2 separate regions of the Xenopus laevis genome follow, and region 1 is linked to region 2. The links are chromatin contacts, called in public Hi-C maps. All regions are on one chromosome and are shown on one strand. The core of a region is the stretch at or near the end of the contact, and the rest is flanking DNA. Distances in the headings are between cores, read along the strand shown. Region 1 holds the start of LOC108717670 (phospholipase B1, membrane-associated). Region 2 has its middle 19 kb from the start of MGC86483.S.

Region 1 (6,143 bases), core at 1,788-4,287, 240 kb after region 2:
TGATATGTAAGTCTACAGGAATAGCAACTGTCACACAACTGGGTTTGTTAATTCTTATCAGTGTACACCAACCCATAGAGACACAACTGCCTGGTGCTAATGACTAAGCCAGGAATACCCAAAGTGAATTCAAACTGGAACATGAGTCACCTTCCTATCCCAAACTTCTACTATAGGCACCATCTCTCCCTACTATACCTGCTATCCCACAGTCACACTCCCTTCCCAGAGACTATTATCCACTGTTACTGTAGGCTCCATCTCTCCCTACTATACCTGCTATCCCACAGCCACACTCCCTTCCAGAGACTTTATCCACTTGTTACTATAGGCCTCATCTCCTACCAACCTTCCATCCCCCCTTACCAGAGACTACCTGCTATACCCCCCAACCAAGCCTCACCTCGCCTTCCTCAGAGACTATTATCACACTGTTACTATAGGCACCGCTCTGCTCCCTACTATACGTGCTATCCACAGTCACACTCCTTCCCAGAGACTATTATCCACTGTTACTATACGACACCATCTCTCCCTACTATACCTGCTATACACAGTACACAGCTCCCTTGCAGCGAGACTCTCATAATATCCACACTTGTTTAACGTATAACACACCGTCGCCATACCCCCGCCTATACGGCCTACTGTCCCACAGTCATCTCTCTATTCACACTTCTCTCTCAGACAACGACGGTAGTGCTGCTAATTCTTTTCCTTATGCGGTACCCTATCACACTCCTCCTCATCCATCGTGAGTACACTGCTATCTCCAACCAGTCACAGAGTCCCTTTCCCAGACACCCATCCACTCCACTATCTATATAGGCACGCATCTCTCCTACCTGTCTCTAACACCCACGCTCAATCTGGCTCTTCCAGAAGCAACGCCTTAATATCTATCTCTGTTACGGCCACCCAGTTCTCACCCTACCCATCACCCGAGTACCTACCACAGTTCACACATCCCCTCACAGAGCGACTAATCCAGAGCACCTATCTATTTCCACTGGGCGTTACATATACACCCGATTAACTATCAGCCCTCTCCTACTCCACAACATTCAACTGTTACTAGGGCCACCTCTCACCCCCGTATATCCCACCGCGCTCAGCCAGATCACCATAATCGCACAGTACTACTATTACTGTACATAGCACCCAATCATCTCCTCTGACGCACCATACTCTGCTATGACCCACACTACGAGCATAGCACACAGCGATACTCACCATCACTCTTACGTACTAGGCACCATCTCTTCCCTTAATACACCGCATCCCACAGTCACAGTCCCTCCCGAGAGGACTAGATACACTACTAAGTGAGCACCAATCTCTCCTACTATACACTGCTATCCCCACAGTCACCAGCGTTCCACGAGCGCGACTCAATTACACACACATACCGGCAAGACCTATTATACCTCTAGCCCCACGTCACCACTTATCCGAATCATCGACTATCTTCCCCACTATCCATCTTCGACGATTATCTCCTATGTTGTTAATATAGGCACCATCCTCCCACGTATACCTGCTATCCCACAGTCACAGTTCCCTTCCCGGAGACTATTATCCCACTGTTACTATAGGCACCATCTCTCCCTACTATACCTGCTATCCCACAGTCACACTCCCTTCCCAGAGACTATTATCCACTGTTACTATAGGCACCCTCTCTCCCTACTATACCTGCTATCCCACAGTCACACTTCCTTCCCAGAGACTATTATCCCACTGTTAATATAGGCACCATCACTCCCTACTATACCTGCTATCCCACAGTCACAGTCCCTTCCCGGAGACTATTATCCCACTGTTACTATAGGCACCATCTCTCCCTACTATACCTGCTATCCCACAGTCACAGTCCCTTCCCAGAGACTATTATCCCACTGTTACTATAGGCATCATCTCTCCCTACTATACCTGCTATCCCACAGTCACACTTCCTTCCCAGAGACTATTATCCCACTGTTAATATAGGCACCATCTCTCCCTACTATACCTGCTATCCCACAGTCACACTCCCTTCCCAGAGACTATTATCCACTGTTACTATAGGCACCATCTCTCCCTACTATACCTGCTATCCCACAGTCACACTCCCTTCCCAGAGACTATTATCCACTGTTACTATAGGCACCATCTCTCCCTACTATACCTGCTATCCCACAGTCACACTCCCTTCCCAGAGACTATTATCCCACTGTTACTATAGGCACCATCTCTCCCTACTATACCTGTTATCCCACAGTCACACTCCCTTCCCAGAGACTATTATCCACTGTTACTATAGACACCATCTCTCCCTACTATACCTGCTATCCCACAGTCACACTCCCTTCCCAGAGACTATTATCCACTGTTACTATAGGCACCATCTCTCCCTACTATATCTGCTATCCCACAGTCACACTCCCTTCCCAGACACATCACTTAATCAATCATGAAGTTTGGGAATCACAGGCTAAGGCAGAATATTTGGCTCCACACAACATGTTTCGGGCATCAAGGGCGCTTTCTCCAGTGGCAGGAGGCCGGCAATGCTGTGCTGTAGTAGTTGAATGAATACAATCACAGACATCTCTGTAGATTAAACTTTTATGCAAAGCCACAACTGTGACATATCACCAAAATTGTGACATAATGGGACTCATCCCAGACAGCTGAGCCGTTCACTCCCAGGAGAAGAACCTGTTTGGGTTGTTTGGGCACAGTTTTGATCTTCCTCCAAGGGAGTTTGGTATTTGCAGTTCTACTCAGCCGTCTCTAAACTTCATTTTTGGGGATTAGTGTCTTAAAACATGTCCTTTGCTTCTATTGATAGTAACTGGGCTCCGGCCGAAACAAGTCTCTTCAAAGACACCAATCCCTTAAAATATTACATCATGGCTTCCTTTAATGGGGAGGTTTATCTTTAGCAATACATTCACCAACAATGGGTTTGCAGAAAGGAACTATATGGCATCACAGGAATCTGGATAGAGAATACAATCGCGCATTCCCTGCAATTCTTTGTGTGATGTGACCAATGGCGATGTGGGTGGAGCGGGATGGAGTGAAGACGGAAGAATTTGGAGTGTTCACCCTTCAGGCGCTTAATCTGGATGACCTTTTCCTCGCCAACAGGTCTCGTATCCAATGCAAAAATAAACCAGTAGCGCACTGATTTGAAGCGAAGAAAGTGGATTTCTTGTTTATTTAGCCCCTGTACATACAAGATAAGTGCAACGTTTTGAACCCCACTGGGCCCTTTATCAAGCCTAGTGACTACATCAAACACAGTGTTTTATAAAGTGCACCTTAGGAGCGGCTTATGACTCCTCCCCTTCATAGTGACATCATAGTGAACAACATGAAAAATAGGAAACAATGTCTTTGTAAATATCCATATTTTAGTCCATTAGTGTAAGTCCATGTACCTGTGTAAAAATGATAAATGTAATAACACAATGTAACTGTCTTGTATTACCTGAGACGCTTTTTCGACTGATTCGGCACATGGTACTTAATTCTATCCGGAAGATGACGCCCACAAGCTCCGCTTCGCACTGATAGGTGAGAAATGTTTAGGTGATGTGATAAGTGTGATAAATATTTGAGGGACATTTTCATGGCTATTGAAGTATGCGGGGGAAGGGAGGGGGTCTATGTAGGTTAGTAGGTAGAGCCTTTTCTTAATTGGGGAGTTGAGTTGTCCTTCAAGGTGGCCATAAACAGATCCACTCGTTCATAAGGTCGTACTAGCCGATGAAGTCCTCGATCGCCAGAAAAATCAAACCTCCCTGACCCATTTCTTGGCCACATATCGGAAGCCCCAAACACACTGTCTTTGTGGGCCGCCCCTAGGCCGTGCGGTCCGACCAGGCGGCCGCGCGGTCCTAGCGCCCGCCTACACATCCCCTTCCCAGCGCGCCGGCGAAAAAACGCCGGCGCAGCTGGTGTAATTGAATGGGGACGCACACGTCCCCATAATGCGGCTGGGCGGCATGCCACCCCTATTTTTTGCCACCCTAGGCCTGGGCCTATGCGGCCTTGCCGCAAATCCGGGCCTGCAAACACTGGCAGAAAAGCTGCTGAATTAGTCTAAAGGACCAATATCGACAGCTTTAATCTGCCCATGTTTGACCACCTTTACACAAAGACACAAGGACATACACAATAGTGTCTCAGTGGATAGTATTTCCCTTCTAGCCCCCAAAAAAGGGTTAAATGCCCCTTCAAGGGTTTATGGGAATACAAAGGTTGGAGTCTTTTCTTTTCTGTCTATTTGCATAATTTCCTATGAACCCGCTCACCCGGGCCAGGGTTTGTTGCACCCATAAGAGTGTGAGCACAATAGAGCCGCAGCAGTGAGTCAGGGTACAAGTAGGTTACAACACAGGATGCTCCAGAGCAGAAGTTCCAGGAATTCGTGCGTTACATGTGCTGGAAGGATGCGAATCTGAGGTCTGAACTGACGTCATTCTCACTGAGAGAAAGGTGGGGCCAGAATAGGCTTCTAGGGAAGAGAGAGTGGGGTGTATGGCAGCACCGCCCCCTCCCCAACTGTCAGCCTGAGCTCTGTTTACTATATCCTCGTTGATGATTAACAAGGGAGGCCTTTTATTGTATCCAGAATACAAACAACGCGGTGATTTACAGTAAAGGTAGAGCAGGGATGAGAGTGAAGGAAAATATCAGGGTAGTCGATAATGAAGTGAAGTGGAGCAAGAATTAGGGAGTCGTGAGAAAGTGGAGCAGGGACAGATGTATGAGATGAGAGAGATTAAGAGGAGGTGCAGGGAGTCCATGAATAAAACTGGTGAAACTTAAATACAATCTCCTCTTTCTGCCCTTGAGGCTGAACAGCAACTAATGAAGCAGAGGTACAAGTACAGTCACTTATAACATTCCGCAAGAATAGCTGCTGCCCAAAGAGCTGACAATATTGCCCTGTGCTTTACACTGTACATTACAGGCTGGTCACCCCCTCTGTGTGCTTGCCATTCTTGTATGTGTATGTGTGTATGTGTGTATATACTGTGTGTGTATGTGTGTATATACTGTATGTGTGTATATACTGTATGTGTATGTGTGTATATACTGTATGTGTGTATGTGTGTATATACTGTATGTATAACTTTATTTGTAAAGCACTGTTAAGTTGCCGCAGCACAGTACATAAAAGTACAATATATATATACAACATAAATAAAAATACAATATATAAAAGTGAAAAATAAATAAAAGTAAAATAAAAATAAAAATACAATATATAAAAGTACAATATAAATAAAAGTAAAATATAAATAAAAGTACAATATATATGAAAGTACAATATATATAAAAGTACAACATAAATAAAAGTACAATATATAAAAGTGCAATATAAATAAAAGTACAATATATAAAAGTACAATATAAATAAAAGTAAAATATAAATAAAAGTACAATATATATGAAAGTACAATATATATAAAAGTACAACATAAATAAAAGTACAATATATAAAAGTGCAATATAAATAAAAGTACAATATATAAAAGTACAATATATATATATATATGAAAGTACAATAAAATAAAAGTACACTATTAGTGATGGGTGAATTTTTTCACCAAGCGCGAATTTGCGTCATATTTCTGCATTTCGCCACCAGCGAATAAATTTGGGAATTTGCTGTGAAAGTTTTTTGGCGCCGGTGATGGAATCGACGCTGGCGACAATTTAGACACGGACGACGAATAATGGATGCCCATTGACTTTAATGGGGGATGTCGTCAACTTTGAAAATCGTCGTTTCGTGAATTTTCGCCCGTTACGCGGATTTCAGGACAAATTCGCCCATCACTGTACACTATAAATAAAAGTACAATATTTACAAGTACAATATAAATAAAAGTACGATATATAAAATCACACATATAGAGGACAATCATTAAATAGAATAAATATACACAGGACACAGAGCTCATATAAGGACACAGAGCTTAAAGGGGTTGTTCACCTTTGAGTTAACTTTTAGTATAATGTAGAGAGTGATATTCTGAGACCATTTGCAATTGGTTTCATTTTTTATTGTTTGGGGGTGTGCAATTAGTTTGCAATTTCAGCAATCTGGTTTCTAGGGTCCCAATTACCCTAGCAACTGTGCA
Region 2 (6,335 bases), core at 391-2,890:
CTGTTCAGAGGACCCTAGGCTTTCATATTTGGGGTGATTTCTCTTGATACCTAAAAGTATGTGGGAAATACGATGCTGCAGGGTAGACATTTTTAAGTGATTTTTGGAAATGTCACCAAAATCACCAAATTTAGGAATGATTTGCGGCTTGGTACTTTGTAGTACAAAGACATGCATACCCAATTTAGATTCGTGGCAATGTGTACTTTCCGAAAATATATGGTTTTCTGGGGTGAACTTACTTTTTTCTACCTTTGCCGCCCCCCAAAACGATGTAAATGTGTTGATTTTGCAGTATCTGAAATAACAGACCATATGGGGTCTTCCTTTTCAGGCCTCTATATGCCACTTGCTTGGGTACACCTATACATATTGGGCATCAAACTGTTCAGTGGACCCAGGATTTTATATTTGGGGTGTTTTACATTGATACCTAATGATGTGTGGGAGATATGTTGCTGTAGAGTGGAAGCTTTGAGGTCATTTTTCAAAAAATTCACCAATTTCTATAAAACATTATAACTTTAGGAAACAATTGCAACTTGGTGGTTTGGAGTACAAAGATATTTCTACCCATTTTTGATTCACCAGAATCTGTTCTTTCTAGTAATGGGTAGTTTTCTAGGGTAAACCTACTGTTAGCGGAATGTTTGGCCTTGAAATCAAAAGTATGCCGTTTGGGAAGTGTTGCTTTGGAAATTTGGTTGTGTACTGCTTGTAGATTTTGAGCTATACAAGTGAGAAATCTCCATAAAACTATATATATTTGGTATTGTCGCGTTCAGGAGACATAGACCTTTCTAAATCGGCTGTGTTCTCGTACATAAAATGAATGATGTTTCTGATATATGTGATTGTTCTTCGTGCAACATGATTTTTTTCATTTTATTTGACACTTAGAATCCAATATTTTATTAGAGAAGTAGAATTACACCAAAATTCTTGCATATTGTGAAAGTTCAGGTTGTCCTGAAAAAAACAATACATTGTTTTCCTGGGTTAACTAAAAGACCACCCCAGGAAAGGCCCTTAAAGTGAAAGAGTGCAAAATATCTAAAAACTGCTTGGCAGTAGATGTTCGCATCTAGGACAAAACGGCTGGCAGGGAAAGGGTTAAGTCAGACTGGGATGCTGGGTCCCAACAAAATTAGATACAGCCCCCACTTTCCACTCCCCTCCTTTCTTCATTCCTCTTCTCTCTCCCCTTCTTCTGTTATAATGTTCTCCTTCCGTCTCCTCCATCTTCAGTCCTCTTCTGCTTCTGCCGCCTCCTCCTTCCCACTTGTATCTCCCTTTAATTCTTCTCTTTGCCTCCCTCTCTTCTATTCTCCGCATGTCAGCTCCATCTGTCTCTTACATTCACTGAATATTGTACGATAATTAGTTTCATACGATAATATTTTTAAGTGTGTCGCCACCTTTACTCCCTGACCCATTTCTCCCTCCTGTTCCGTTGCACCTCCTTTCCCTCTTTCTCACTTCCTTCCTTACCTGATACAGAAGGGGGTCACTGATTGTATCACAGTACATGGGCCCTTTTGCCCTGAAAACGTCATTTTAGGAAACTCCAGTGATTAGACTGCACTCTGATTGGACATGGCCTCACCACAATGGGATTAGATATGAGGTCCTGTAGCCCCTGGGACAAGGGAGGAGCACTGAGCAGCTTGAAGGGGATTCAGTCCAGCTGGGAAGGATAGAGGGTCTAGAGAAACTTTTTTTCCAATGCTCCACACTAAGCCTGATTAAAATAAAGAATAAGTAAAAGAACAGGATGTGGGTGACAAATCGGAGGAATCGCCCCCTGGATGGGATTGTCCATCTTCAGGCAAATCAGATGTGTCTGGATATAGGTGGTCAGTCCATCAATGGGAAAAGCTACATCAGATCACAAGTCTTACTGGTAGGCCAGCCGTAGCCAATCAGAACATTAGTCACAGGGTTAAGGTGGCCATAGACGCACAGATAATATCGTACGAAACAAATTTTTGTACGATATTCGGAGCGTGTATGGTGGGAAAAGAGCCGACCGATATTGGCAGAAGACTTGGATATCGGTCGGCTGGTTGATTGGGCTGGACGCAAAAGTTTGTTCTGGCACCTTTGAAGGCACCCGAACATTGGCCATTGTTAGTGCTGAATAGTCAGATACAGGTAGAATTCTATTGTTTCTATCTGTATATCTGACCATTTTCCAAGAAAGATCATAATTGTTATGTCTATGGCCTACTTAAGAGCTACATCCCCCCCCCCCCCACAGTGGCCTTTCATTTGAGTAGTTCTACCAATCACACATCATATAGACTGGTAGGCAAAGTAATGTAACAGTAAATATTATAAAGGTATGAGATGTGCCGGTTAAAAAAACCCCAATAAGGATTCTACGGTCATTTCTGAGTTCCCTGTATAACTCCCTGCAGCCGTACACCTTTATATGGCCACAGAACCCCTCAGTGACTTCTAATATCCTTATCATTCACAGTAGGGGGTACATTATCCCTTATAATACATGAGTGATACTTAGAGTTCCCTGTATAACTCAGCCTGCAGCCTTGTGCCTTTATATGGTCACAGAACAACCCCTCAGTGACTTCTAATATCCTTATCATTTACAGTAGGGGGTACATTATCCCTTATAATACATGAGTGATACTCAGAGTTCCCTGTATAACTCAGCCTGCAGCCTTGTGCCTTTATATGGTCATAGAACCCCCAGTGACTTCTAATATCCTTATCATTTTCAGTAGGGGGTACATTATCCCTTATAATACATGAGTGATACTCAGAGTTCCCTGTATAACTCAGCCTGCAGCCTTGTGCCTTTATATGGTCATAGAACCCCCAGTGACTTCTAATATCCTTATCATTTTCAGTAGGGGGTACATTATCCCTTATAATACATGAGTGATACTCAGAGTTCCCTGTATAACTCAGCCTGCAGCCTTGTGCCTTTATATGGTTACAGAACCCCTCAGTGACTTCTAATATCCTTATCATTTACAGTAGGGGGTACATTATCCCTTATAATACATGAGTGATACTCAGAGTTCCCTGTATAACTCAGCCTGCAGCCTTGTGCCTTTATATGGTCACAGAACAACCCCTCAGTGACTTCTAATATCCTTATCATTTACAGTAGGGGGTACATTATCCCTTATAATACATGAGTGATACTCAGAGTTCCCTGTATAACTCAACCTGCAGCCTTGTGCCTTTATATGGTCACAGAACAACCCCTCAGTGACTTCTAATATCCTTATCATTTACAGTAGGGGGTATAGTATCTCCTATAAAATCTGGGCATGTGCATGTATAACTTCACACTTGCATATTTTAATTTCTGTGCATTATGATCCCTCTAATTTCAGGTTGCCTCCAGTGGCGGAGCAGGGGGTGCAAGCGGGCCAGGGCCCCCTGCGCGCCACTATAATTTGGGCATAAAATCTCGTACGGAGGGGGGCGGGGGGCCCGGCTGCGCATCACGCACCAGGGCCCGCCCCCCTGTAATTAGGTTTCTGGTTGCCTCGTTGAGGCAACTTTGGGCGACTATTGAAAACACATCGCCGCGTGTGCATTAGCGCAGGCGACTTTTCATTGTAGCCTATGGGGAAAACCACTGAGGCAGTTCAGGGAGATAGTCGCTCAAAAGACGAATCTCCTCGTGTGGACTAGCCCTTACTGTGCCTTTACCAGAAAGCGTTTTCCTGGCAGTCAGGCAGCTAAGAGAATTCTTGCAGAGCCATAAATGCTAATAGAATCTCTAAGATCTTCTTAGCCTTCCATTATTTTTTATCAGTTTGTAATTAATGAAACATTTCAGCCCCTTTTTATTGATCTTTCCACCACTAGGTGGCACCAGAAAACAGAAAATGAGTCCACATTTAACCCTTAATTCTCAGAGAGAGAAGTTCACATTTACTTCTTGGAGGACAAAAACTTACAGCACTTTCCAAAAAAAATGTCATAAAACAAGCCATAATTAATTTTCTCGCCATGTGTAGATCCGACGTGTCGTACAAGTGGGGTTAGAAGTATTGCCGCTGCATTGATGATGTGTTTGCGTTATGGTCGGGGCCATGTTGGGCCCTGCAGGATCTATAATGAAAGTAATGCATTGATTTTAATATGACTATAATTATATGGAATACACGTTGTGTTCAGCTTTGTATGTACTGATTACTGATTAAAGGAGAACTAACCCCTATTTGATATTAAATTTAGAAGTAGTTGAAGGTTTAACTTTTGGAAATCAGGGGGTACAGGAAGGAATTCCAGTTAGAATCCCTGAAATTGAAAAGTGTTATTTTTGGGGCGAGACTTGCACGGGAGTGGGGGGGTTTGGCATAATTTAGTTGCCGTGGCCAGGGTTGATCGGAGCATGGCTGTGCATTCTAGGGGACCTGTTTTACTGGTTGAAAGGGCCCAACCATCCAGGGGGTTGTTCCCCTTTAAATTAACTGTTAGTATGATGTAGAGAGTGAGGTTCTGAGACAATTTGCAATCGGTTTTAATTTTTTATTATATGCGATTTTTTTGAGTTATTTCGCTTTTTATTCAGCAGCTCTCCAGTTGGCAATTTCAGCAATCTGGTTGCTAGGGTGCAAATTACATTAGCAACCATGCACTGATTTGGAGAAGAGACAGGGATATGAATAGGAGAGGGTCTGAATACAAAGATCAGTAATAAAAAGCAGTAATAAAAATAAATGTGACGCCTTACAAAGCATTTGTTTTTCAGATGGGGTCTGTGACCCCCATTTCGGAAGGGGTCAGAAGAAAAAGGCAAATAACTAAAAAAAAGTATAACATATAAATAATGAAGACCAATTGCAAAGTTGTTAGAAATTGGACATTCTATAACATACTAAAAGTTACCTCAAATGAGAAGTACCCCTTTAATAGTATGGAGCCCTAGGAATACTGATGGGAGCCCAGGGTATGTGCCATTGGCATTAGATGATAAATGTTCAATTACACGTTACTCCTCGAGTTTGCTGCCCTCTCTATATGTTATTGGATATTATTCACTAGCATCTAGCTGACAGGGAATGCTGGGAGTTGTAGTTTATAAGCAGCAAGTGAGGAGTCATTATACAGCGTGCAGAGAAGTCACTTTGTGCCGTATGAACCCCATCAGGCCACTGGCACAACATCAGCAGAGAATGGCTGTTTTGGAAAGGCCAATCAGAATCGAGCAACAGAATGACCTCACAAGAGTCTGAAGGGGAGGGGGCATGTCAGGCGGGGGGATATCTATGTCATCGCTTACCTCAGAGACTAAATTAGAAAGGAAAAAAAATAAAATCACATTAGGAAATAATATGTTTCCTGAAATAGAAGCCTCTAATCAGAGAGAGTGCGGGGGTGGGGGGAACAGATGCTCTCATTTAACCCCGTCTGTGCCGCATACAGCCGGGAATGGAGATACACAGGTGGAACTGGCTTAAAGGAGAACTAAAGCCTAAATAAAGAAGTAGCTAGAAATGTTGTACATTATGTTTTGTGCTTCTGTACCAGCCCAAGGCAACCACAGCCCTTTAGCAGTAAAGATCTGTGTCTCCAAAGATGCCCCAGTAGCTCCCCATCTTCTTTTCTGCTGATTCACTGATTCACATGCTCTGTGCTGCTGTCACTTACTGAGCTTAGGGACCCACTCACAATATACAGTACACATAGAATAGAAATGTCACAATATAAGGCTGATTAGTAATTAATACAGATAATTACTTACTACATGGCAGCACAGAAACCAGTGCAATTAGCATCAGAATGTAATAATCAGCAAACCTGTAGCATCAGCTTATATTACAGCCAGGGAAGCTCATTTTCTGCTGGATAATTAGTGACGAGCCCTAAGCTTAGCTTCTCAACAGCCAATCAGAGCCCACTGAGCATGTGAGTGTCACAGACACTTTCCAAGATGGTGACCCCCTGTGACAAGTTTGAAGTCCTGGATCATTGCTGCTATTGACAAGCTGAAACTTTAGCCTCCTGTAATAAGTTCATTATATAAAATATGACATTTTTAGCCTTATTCAATTTTAGGGTTTATTTATCCTTTAAACCTAAATATCATTTATCTTTCCCAATATCCATTCATTCCTCATTCTCACTGGGCTTATAGAGTAAATGTCACTGCCATTTTCTGTCGCTGTCTGTCTGTCCCTTCCTGATCACTGGTTCCGACTAGGGATGCACAGAATCCAGGATTTGGTCCAGGATTCTGCCTTTTTCAGCAGGATTCGGCCGAATCCTTCTGCCCGGCCGAACCGAATCCGAATCTTAATTTGCATATGCAAATTAGGGGCGGAGAGGGAAATCTCGTGACGTTTTGT

Evidence for each region. A called contact is a pair of places that touch in the nucleus more often than the background predicts.
Region 1: a Hi-C map of the XL177 cell line shows a contact between it and region 2, with 4 times the contacts expected there. The contact joins the promoter of LOC108717670 here to the enhancer-like site in region 2. A contact is called at or near these places in 2 of 4 Hi-C or Micro-C datasets (the XL177 cell line and the XTC cell line).

What each region holds. Positions count from the first base shown.
Region 1 is chr5S:9,885,231-9,891,373 of Xenopus_laevis_v10.1, forward strand. It overlaps LOC108717670 (phospholipase B1, membrane-associated), which reads left to right and starts at 3,038. Exons shown (of 57, transcript XM_018264906.2): 1 at 3,038-3,140. The coding sequence starts at 3,038.
Region 2 is chr5S:9,641,706-9,648,040 of Xenopus_laevis_v10.1, forward strand. No RefSeq gene overlaps it. Among protein-coding and RNA genes, the nearest start is that of MGC86483.S, 19 kb to the left of the region's middle. Within about 2 kb of position 1,641, at least 1 of the 7 cell types and tissues checked has an H3K27ac peak or open chromatin away from gene starts, as enhancers often do.